Linked DNA regions of Danio rerio: region 2 is linked to region 1. The links are chromatin contacts, called in public Hi-C maps. All regions are on one chromosome and are shown on one strand. Each heading gives the region's core, a stretch centred on a gene start, on an enhancer-like site or on the middle of the called end of the contact. The rest is flanking DNA. Distances are from core to core; before and after follow the strand shown. Region 1 has its middle 47 kb from the start of ca8. Region 2 overlaps tox (thymocyte selection-associated high mobility group box).

The links. Hi-C and Micro-C count contacts between places; a contact is called where the count stands out from the background.
Region 2: a Hi-C map of embryo shows a contact between it and region 1, with 1.6 times the contacts expected there. The contact joins two enhancer-like sites. A contact is called at or near these places in 1 of 18 Hi-C or Micro-C datasets (embryo) and 1 of 4 datasets of contacts at active chromatin or transcription factors (caudal fin).

The regions. Positions count from the first base shown.
Region 1 is chr2:25,127,952-25,134,088 of GRCz12tu, reverse strand. It overlaps a transcript of tox not described here. Among named protein-coding and RNA genes, the nearest start is that of ca8, 47 kb to the right of the region's middle. Within about 2 kb of position 2,343, at least 6 of the 62 cell types and tissues checked have an H3K27ac peak or open chromatin away from gene starts, as enhancers often do.
Region 2 is chr2:25,257,903-25,263,293 of GRCz12tu, reverse strand. All of the region lies in intron 1 of tox (thymocyte selection-associated high mobility group box), which reads right to left. Among named protein-coding and RNA genes, the nearest start is that of tox, 48 kb to the right of the region's middle. Within about 2 kb of position 2,658, at least 12 of the 62 cell types and tissues checked have an H3K27ac peak or open chromatin away from gene starts, as enhancers often do.

The DNA.
Region 1 (6,137 bases), core at 1,094-3,593:
GTGCAGTGTTGTGAAAACTTGTCAGTCCCAATGATTCACTAATAACAATGCAGCCATGCAGAATCAAGTCCTGTCCTACATTTTTCTTGTTGGAAAAGCTATTTGACTCAAACATACTGTACGTCACAGTAGGGAAGAAAAGCCCATCACAACTTCCATTTGATGCCAACTCTCGCTGCGTTCCAAATGCAATAAATCTTCATCTGAAGGGCACTTATGTATATAAGTCTTATTGAAGGGTCATTTTAAACTGAAGTGTTCAGAACTGACAACTACAAAGGGCCCTTTGAAAGTGGGTGAGTTACATAAAAAATGGCTTCAGAGGCAGTTTCAGAACTAAGATATGAACATAAATCAAGTTGTTTAAATCTAGCAACACTCTGAAAAGTTTAATCATCGTTATCACCACTTTGATGATTCAACATTTGATTCTGTAGCATTTGTATAATTTGCATTTGAATGCTCATGGCTGTGTTCCAGTTCATCTTAATGCCTTTCCTTCACTAAATAACCATTGATAATGCTACAAATGCTACAGTGGATAAAATAAGTATTTTACCTGCTAAATGTTTTTCTAAAGGAGCTGTTGACATAAAATTGACCCAGATTTTGGTAAAAAAAAACAAATAAATAAACAAACAAACAAACATTCCAAACTAAAATATTATTTGTGTAATAACAATGTGATGACACAAGAAGAAAGTACTGAATAACTTAAATGTACCTAATACTTAATATAAAGGTTTTTTTGTAATGAAAGCTTCAAGATGCCTCCTGTGATTGCCTCAGGCATTGGTCAGATGTGATTTTCCCAAAACTTCAAAATATTGATGCTTCTGTGGGTCTTTTTTTATGAAATCTTTTCTTTATTTCTTATTTTTATTGGATTCAGGTCATGTGATTGGCTGGGCCAATCTAGCAGCTTTATTTTCTTTTTCTGAAAACAAGTTGTTATGGCTATGTTTTAGATCATTGCCTTGCTGAAATGTTAAGATTGAAGCAGCTAATATTCATTTACAATGGCAAGAGGTAGGATTGCATTCTAGCTACTTAGAGATTTCGGATTTTTGCTGTCTGGGCATTCCATGCCTTTTTAAACCTCCCTTTCTGCATGAGTTCGATACCTTTTCCATGTGCCATTTCATTATATTAGTTAGTTGTGTTTTCTTTGTATTTCTGAATTACTTTGGTTGTAACTGACATTTTTACTGACAAATGTCAAGTCAACAGCATCTTTCTGAGAAAATTGTTGACATGTTCAATATTATTTACCCACTATATACTCCCCCTCTGGATATGCCACATTCAATGCTTATACAGTATGTACCCTTGGGCTGTTTTTAACATTTGAAAAATAATTAATTTATCATTGAACTGTTTTGAGGTAGGGGTAAACTAAAGACCACCTGCAGTGATGTCATGATTGTGTTGCACTCTGGTATATGGGAGCAGCGTGAAGTGAACATGCTGTATGATACACACTGCATCCTATTCGGGTGTCCTAATCTCCTTTGAAGAAGTGACAGCTTGAGAGTGACAGCTTTAAAGGGGTTTGGGAATTGAGATGAGACCTTCCAAATGGAACACAGTGTAAAGTATCCCTGAGCAAAGGATCATGGGGGCCCAAAGTGTCCATCAGTTGTGCCCTTCATTCTGAAGGGCCCTTCCAAGTGGCCGGTTTTGAGCACTTTGACTTGGAACAACACTTCAAAATGGTGGCCATGATTATTTTCACTCTGAAAGGGCCCCTCTGAGGGCAATATATCCCATCAGGAACGCACTGATAAACTGACTCCATTTGTCAAAAGAATGAGCTCTTCAGAATTGAACAGCTTATGGCTGCCTTTGTTTTCATGTTTTTATATACCCACAAACACTAGGTGTCAGTATAAATTCAAGACAAAGCCATTATGGTCACCGCGACATAAACAAAAACAATACTGAGGTTACATTTAAGCAAACTTTCTAAGAAATATATGGGCTGAATCCAGAATAGGATACTAGCATACAGCTATTTCTGACATTTGGGAGAAAAAAAATAGTAAGAGCAGTAAGCTAGTATGCTATTACAAATTTAGCCATGCTCTTGAGGCTTCCAAACCCAGACATGCCTATATCTGAACCATCTTTTCAACAGATGGACATCTAATTATGCGTTGTGGTCTTTTAACTTCTTTCAGATTTTCAGACTAAGAAGGAACATTGTTGAGCACACAGTAGTTTGACCAAACAATATAAACATTCCCTGAACGGATTTGTTTTCATGAACTTCCTGACCTAGATTTTGCCAAATCGTATTTCTATCTCAAATATTTATCTTCGCTCAGTGGAACCGGCTTGTTGTGTTCACCGAAAACTTGCATTCTTGCATATCACTCACTTTTCGAAAGCTTTATGTTATTGTTACTGAAACATCAATGACATTTATAGACCGAGAGAGAGTGGAGAACAAGCAAACAGTGTAATTTTTGATAAATGGGGAACGTCATAAGTAACCGCTTTTAATGATCATTATTTACTAGCGAACAGAGAGCCAGGGCTAAATCCAGCCTATGATGAATTGCTGATCAATACATTGATGACAAGCCAGCAGAGCCTCGGAGCGTAATGGGAGATTGTGTCTGTTCTGAATATGTTCAATCAAGCTGTTGTCTTGCTGGAAATGTTACTACACAATGCATGTTATTTGACTTGGCGCAGCTAGCTCAGTGTGGCATGTGGTTTGCAAAACACAAGGAGGGTTTTATAAGGGGCAGCTGTGATTACATTCCTCTCTTCCATTCCTTCTCATTATGAATGTGAAACAGAATACAGACCAAGCATAACTTACAGCACTTACAAGAGGTGTGAAACTCCACTAAGGTACAAACCACACCAAATAAAATACACATAATGCTGGTGGAGTTTCATAGTCTGGCTCTCCCGTGTCTAAAGCACTTGTGCTGACTTTTCAAAATGAAAGGAGAGTCTGTTACAGTGAAGCCATGTAAATAAATACGAACATTGCACAAGACTGACTTTTTCGAGAAGCAGAAAGCTCCATGAAGGACATGATATGATGTAGATACATATGACCACCATCTATATTGTAAAATCATCATTTTTATAAAGCATGGAATCTCCAGCACATAAGGAAAAAGCATGCTTTGGTAAATCATATGATGGTATAGAAAGTTGAAATTATGAGTCATAATTATAAGATAAAAAGATGAAATGATGACATGAAAAGTTACGTGGAAAAGCCATAATTATGACATAAAAGGTCATAATTATGGCATAAATATAAAACAAGTCAATTATGTATTTTGGGTTTATACTTTTTTTGTCATAATTTGACTTTTTTTCCTCTATGTGATTATAATGATTTACTATGATATTTTTTTCTGATGTGGTGGTTTCATAATAAGGAAATCGCCTGGAAATGGCAGCATTCTCAGCCAAATGACTCCTATGAGTTGTTTCTTTTTAGTAAATCAAAAGCACATGAATAAGTTTATGTCCTACTTATTTAATTCTACCTCATTAATTTAATATACAGCTAACATTATCATTGCAGGACTTGGAACAATGTTTACTTAGTCAAAATTTCAGTCAGTATTGTGGAGACAAAACATTTATTCAAGTGCAAGTACCTATTTTACCCCTTTTATAAGATGTAAGATACTAATACTAATAATAATAATAATACTAATAATAATAATAATAATAATGCATTTTATTTAAAGGCGCCTTTCATGACACTCAAGGTCACTGTACAGGACATCTAGAACAATCAGTTCAAATAAAAACATAATAAAAGACAATAGACACAATATAAACATTAAAAATGCATTTGGGTTAAAGACAATAAGCTGTTCTAAACTATTCTTTGAGTTTGGATTTAAATTTGAAAGAGAGTCTAAATTATCGAGACAAAGAGCTTAGAATGATAGAATTCAATAGAATGTTCCATTGCAACAGCAGCGCCCAGCAACAGCCCGGATTCCACCATTTTGGATCTTATTTCTGTCGCAATGGCAAGCAGCTGCCTTGTTTTTTTTTTTTTTTTTTTTTTTAAAGTGCATTAAAGCTGAGATACAACCTGAAAGACGACAATACAACGCTTACTATCACAATCATTAGCACTTTTAATAGTTTACTTTACAGACTTATAATATGCTGTTATTCTATTGGAATTTTCATTCCAAAGTGGCCACTGCGCCATCTAGTGGCTGTTTCCCAAATCACACTAGAGTGTCGCCTCTTGGTGATTCTATGCTCTTTGACGGAGGTCAGGAGGAAGTGAATTCCAAAGCTGAGCAGCAGAGTGGCTGAAAGATCTGCTCCCCATGGTGACAAGGCAGACAGAGGGAACAGTGAGGTGAATGGAAAAAGACCTGAGTGTTCAAGAAGGTGTGGTGATATGAACAAGATTAGCAAGGTATAGAGGAGCGAGATTATGGATGGCTTTAAAAGTGAGAAGAAGTATAAGCCTTTGGTGTCTGTTTCAGGTTAAAATACCCGTTAGATTATTTATAGCCTCCAGAATTTGCCCTTTTTAGTGTCTGAGTACATTGTAGTTGTTTTTGTAGCATGTGGCTTTAAATCCGAATGAGCTGCTTCTCTCTGCACATGTGCGTGTCTGCTTCTGATCATGCATTACGTCAGATAAACAGCACAGTGACAACGACAGACTCGGATGAAGCTGAAATACAGCTCATTAGTCAAAAATACAAAGTAAGTTTATTTGATGTATTTGTGGAGGAATTTATTCAAGCCTTTCTGAAATGATGAGTCTCACACATGCCGTTTGCAGTACCCACAAACATATTAGCATTTACTGACAGTGTTGGGGGTAATGCCTTACAAAAGTAATGTATTACAGTAATGTATTACATTTTCCTGTAACGCAGTAGTGTAAGGCATTACTAATACATTTTCAGTAATATTTTACATGTTCAGTAACGCGTGCGTTACAACACACTTTTCGGCCGCAAGACATTAACAAATAAAAAAAAACGCAGTTCTATTTCCTGTTCGTGGCTAGAGAATATATGCGCGTGCTGTCGTTAATCTCCCTCTGGCTATGGGACCTTTTTACTTTGAACGCGGAATGATTTCAGCTTCTGAGCTCAAGGGCCGGTTTGGCTCAGCCCGGTTCGCAGTACGCGCAGCGGAAAAGCGGCAAATAGATGAAAATGGCATAAGACAGTGCATTTGCGAGACGGACGTAAGTGCATATGGCGTTATTTCACTGACAAATGTCGTAAGCTCATTCATGTAATACGAGCGAGCGAATGAACGTGCCGGTTTCCTCTGTGGACAAAACTCCTCGCGTTCACTCAACACTGGCTGGGCTGCTCATGTGCTAACGACCTGCTCTCGCTCCGACAGATGATGCAGACTCACAATCTATGCCGTGTGTTTCCTCTTCCTTTCGTTCTGTTGGTCTCCAGAGATCCTCCTATTTAATTGTTATCCCAAGAATTTTTATATGGTTTATTTATTGCTACACTATTTACTTACAGGTTAAGATAAATTCTATAATAAATACTAGTGTTTTTGAGTGTAAGGTATACTGCCTATGTTTTAGGCTATAGTACTTACAATGAATGCTTAAGCATACTGTCGTATTAAGAATAGTGAACTCATAAAATTAAATATAAAGTGTAGTTTTACTACAGTAAAGTGTGGTGAATTGTAGTACAATCTACCCCATATTGTAAAAAAAACTACAGCACTGGATCATTTGTTTATATTACACTTCTTGTGTTACCATAGCAACTATAGTATTACCACAAAAAAGTAATTACAGTACTTAATGACAATATGTGTGTTCAGGGGCCCTGTGGAACAGCTTCTTCTCAAAATGAAGATGATGGCAGGGAAAATGTCCTCCACAATCTCATCAACAATGTGGAAGACAACAGACACTAGTTCACTTTATTTTAGTTGCCATAAAAAAATGTGATTGATAATGAGATTTATTTGAAGAGTTAAATGTATAAAAAGAGTTAAAACAAATATCTTAATCAGTTCTTAATTAAAATGCTCTGTGGACAAGTGTATACATATGATTAGGCGCAAGTCATTTATTAAATGAAGAAAAGATTAATGCAGCTTCTCACACTGCAGCAAATTCCATTTTTACTGTTGAT
Region 2 (5,391 bases), core at 1,409-3,908, 130 kb before region 1:
AATACGTTGGAACTATTGTTTTATGTTTTATGTTTACATTCCTCTAAATGGTCTATAAGACAATGATTTATGGATTATTTCCTAATTACTTAATTTAAGGTAAAATAATGACAGTTGCTCACTGTATGTGTTTGCCTTTTGTTTTTGCAATCATACAGAAAAATGCTAAAGATATTCATTTTTTATTTTATCCAGGCTATGTTTTGGTATCGGCCTCTAAGCAAAATAGTTTCCATTTCAGTGAAAAATTCTACATGGGTGCGTCCCTAATCTCAATCATAGAAACATTTGAGGTTATATATGCTTACTGCAAAGTATTTTTTCTATTCTTTGTATTAAAATAAACCTGAAAAATAGTTTCAACTCAACATTACCTTCAATTACAATCACACACACTTCAGTTTCATTATAATGCAGTGTTTTTACCGTTGATATCTTAATTTTATAATCAGTCAGAAACAGGCATGAGACGATAACCGTTTTCAAGGTATAGCGCGGTTTGATAAAGTCAAGGTTTTAAAACCGCCTAAATTTTCTGCTATACTGTTTTTAAGGTATGTGTAAGATTTTTTTATTGACATTTTGTTATAAGTTTTGTAGTTAAGTTTCGGATAACAGTATCTCCAGCAGAAAATATATTTAAAAAAGCTGTTTTAAATTGTAAAGAAATCTGTGTTTTTGAAACTAATGAAGACTAATAAAGTCAATTATTTAATTTGATGATTTAGCCTGACATGTTTACTGCTCCAAGATATTATAAATCTTTCAAAAAATAAATTATATTGTGTTCAAAGGGTAAAAAAGCTTTTGTTTTTTACCCTGACATTCAAAAAGAATATATTTTAGAGCACAATACTGTGATACCGTGAAACTGTGATATTTTTATCCAAGGTTATCATACCGTCAGAATCTTATACCGGGCCATGACTAGTCATAATCTTAATCAGTCATTTGACCTCAATGGCAGACAAAAGAAATTTACCCTACAAATTTTAAAAGGCGGAGCTTCATAGACACACCTACCTATTACATAATCAACAGAGGTAGTTTTTTTTTTTTGAATTTTTCAGCTCCTAAAACAAACAACATATTAATTTAATTTAATTTAGGAAAAATCTACCATTGTGATTTTCTTTTATTTTGCAATAAATATTCCGATATGAATACAATTTCACCAAATGACTTATTATTTGGAAAGAATTTACAATATTAGATCGATTAGGATGATTCTGCAGTGGAAGTGCATCTCTATGAAATGTAATAAAAAAAATAGATTTATGAATGAATGTTTACTTTTTGCATCTCAATAAAAGCAAATAAACAGTCTATAAATTTTTTTGGGTCCCCTGACACATTTTTGCTGTGGTCTGTGCTATTTGCAGTGCATTTCTGTATTTGCATGTGTTGTGAGTATTTTCACGCATAACAATACAGAAAATCATACAATTGGAATAAAGTGTTTCATCATATCCCGAATCTAACAGTATTCAAGAAAAATTATAAAAATAAAAATAATGAAATAAAATAATGGTAGTTAAGGTCACACATTGTACAATTTCTTGTACCTGAATGTTTTTAAAGTCATTATACAATTACAGGCACTAAAATGCGTGCAAATGATAAAGTATAATGCAAACTCAACATTGCACATCCTGTGATGTAACTATTGCGAATGATCACATTGCGATATCTATACTGAAATTATATATTGTGCATCCCTACTTGAAACAGTAAGCCTAAACAGTAAATATAGTATTACAAAACAGCCTATGTCTGTTTTACTTCTAGTTTAGTTGAAATATAAGTCTCATGTCAACAAGACACCTAGATGGCAGTCAGTTATTAATAACAGAAGGTTTGAGATGCAGCCACTCACAATACATCCATTTTTATAAAGATTCTCTGTAGTTTCTCTCTTAGTGCAGCGACCTCTCACATGTTTCTCTCAGTGTCCGTGCACTGCTCTATCTGCTTAGCTCTTGCCCTCTATCAGACACTATTTGCATATGAATGTGCCTGTGGAAAGTGTGAGACAGCCGTAGCTGAAAAAGTGAAACCTCAGAGCTGAACCCATCAAACTGACACCAAATCCGTCCAGCAACAGTTGGCCAACACCCTCCCTCACCTACACGCCAAATGTGTCATCGTGCAAACTCCATTTTACGATCTGTACAGGCCATTTATGATTGAGGTTTTGCAAACTAGCATTTTTCAATCTTGTGGCAAGCTGGAAGCCATTTTGTGTCACTGCAGAGCTTGAGGTGCCATTGTGTGACCAATAAAACCACACCGAGTGCAGATTGAACATTTTCAAATCTGACAGGCCGACAGCATGCGCTACTTACGCAAATGATTACATTATTAGCAGGAAAGGCACCACAAGAGTCCATCATCAAACCGTAGGGCCGCAGGCATCAGCTACATCCTAAAATAAACAGCCGTTTTAGTTTGTAAAAGCCAGAAAGTATCTGTGCAAGCAGGTCAACAAACGACTACAATGTGCGTTCGGCAGCTGCCACGCGGATGCAAATGAGCTATCAAATAACAAAAACAACAAAAACAAAACAGGGCCTAATGGCTGCGGGACTGTAAATCGATCCCTTCCACACTCCGCCCCGAGCGTCTGGCAGCTTCATAGAAAGCTTAGGTAAAAGAAATTGATCCCAACTGACATGACCACATGCTAACAAATTCCTCATTATGATTAATAGGACGCGTTCCTCAGGGGGAGGAGGGTAATGACATGCTAGTGTTCTCCCAGAATAATATTAGAAAGTCTGTGGCAACACTTATTAGCTCGGTAATTAAACTGTTCATCCTTAAATGACTCCCCTGGTTCAGAACGATGAGGCCTACGGGCCAAAGTGTGTGTGCGGGGACTGAACTGTGGCCAGGGATGTGTTCATCCGCTAATGCCTGTATTTATCTTACAAGGGGTTTTCTGTTAATTTATTCTAATTAGTGTCACTGGAGGGTCTTGGCGTTGACGCTCGATCGGAACGAGGTGTTTAAGAGAGCTGCGTTTGATTCTGATCCGACACTAGTTTCAGAATTTCACAAATCAATTAACGTCTGTGAAAAAGGCTGAAGGGGAAACTGAACTGTTTCTTGAGATTTCTTGTAATTCATGCTTTTGCATGAATTAAAGGCACAATATGTAGCCTTTTTACATTCAAGTATTGAAAAAACACTAGAACAATGTTATACAGTGCTCTGCATATATTAGTACACCACCCACAAATCTCTAATTTAAATTAATTTTTACTGTAGGATGCTTTACAGTGTTACTTTTTTGCATATACATTAGATTAGTCTGTATTGAAGCCAAATCTGGAGCTAATCTAATAAAAAATTTTATGATTACGGTTCAAAAATTACAGCCAAATCCATTTTGCTGCTAGAATGCACTTCCAATTCTGCAGACTGAAATTTTATGTTTTTTTTTTTATTATTATTATTTAATTAAGAGGTCACAGTTATCTTCTATTGGTTATGGATGTCATTTTGTAATACAATTTTTTTCACCAAACTTGAACTTCAGAATGCTGTAAACGTGCGGATTAAGTTATTTGGGAGCTCTAAGCAATTACATCCATTGGGTCCTTAGTATTTTTATTTAGTTTTTAGTTATTTGTTTTTTCTTATATCCTTCAATCTTCTTTTCTACATTTGTGTCTTAATGCAAGCTCTACATTTTAATTGATTTGTTTTATATATATATATATATATATATATATATATATATATATATATATATAATTTTTCCTGGTTTGACTGCTAGACTGCTCCATGATTGATAATGGGGGACATTTTTGCACGGATGTATAACTATCTTAAAATTTTATTTGTTAGAGCCTCAATAGAAATGTTGTATCATTTATAGAAACTTCTGGATATTTATTGGGGGCCCCAGATTTCTTGGGCCGCTTACCTTGCTTATTGGTTAAATCCTTCCCTAGCTGTGATAGTCACATATGTTTGCATTTGTTTTCTGTCGCAAAAGTCAGATTAATTTTGTTACATGTCTGTTTAATAGCTGGAAAGCGGCCAACAAAGGTTTTTCTTGTCATTGTTGTAGCTGTTATTGTTGCAAAAAGATGTATGCCCATGGCCTTTATGGCTAATGTGCTGATCTAGGTACAGTGCCTGATTGAGATGCACCCGATGTTTCCTGTAACTAACTCTACAGCAACATAGGGATATTATCTCAAGAGTATTTGTATGTCATTTACATATCGCATATATATTTACATACATTTTCATAAACACTGAAATATACAATGCTGATGTTTTAACAGCATCTAAAGATGAAATACTGACAACATCTAAAACATAAATGATTTACTTATGAGGAGCTTAGCTTAGACAAATATGAATTGAAATATGACATTAACCATTTACCTAAATTTTAAAATTGACTTCAAAATCATTAAAATTACCAACATTTCTGTAAATATTTAAATATTTTTGTAAACTGTAATCAAGTTTTTAAGAAGACAGAACAGGAGCAGATTCAATCTTTTATTCAACACCCTCATCTCAGTGTTTAAAAGCAAATGCATGCATCAAAAGCTGCACTCATTATAAATTTAAAAACTGGCACTTCAATTTTAAGTTTTACTTGTGAAATCAAATGTTCATTGGCTCTCATCACATATTGCGACATGCCATGTTTTGGTTGCATCTAAAAAAGAAATGTCTGCCTTCGTGTATCAGGGTTTTATTATTAAAATAATATATTTTTAATCTATCAATTTATCTAAATTCTATTGTATACTAAACTATCGAATCCTGCCATTGTAGACTGTCATTGCAACACAAAATTTGCTGGACAACCTTTGGCAGAATTCTTAACTTTACTGCAATAAATTATTGTAATTAGGACATACATGTATATCAACTCAAAATGCTATGCTAATAATATATTATTAACATCAAAACTTTCCTGCACATTTTTTACAGTACATGAATGTTTTTAAAGTGCACGGGTTTTGTTTAGGGTTTAGTGTAAGTTTAATTTATATGGTTTAAAAGATTTGTAAATATAATTTTGTATCTTTAAAGACACTGCAACAAATATCTGTATATTAATAGTTTTCCCCATTTTGAGATTCATGTTTTCCGTTATATTCTTTTCAATTGCATTTTATGGCATCTTGATTTTTCCTAAAGTGACTTATCTTAATGTTTGAGATTTCTATATATGAGTTACTATATATTGCCTGTGTACACTATATTGTCTGTATATAATATATATATATATATATATATATATATATATATATATATATATATATATATATATATATATATATATATTTATATGTAATATAATGTAGTGCTGTAAATAGTGCTACAAAAAACTTCACTGAATAAATTGCACTTAATTCT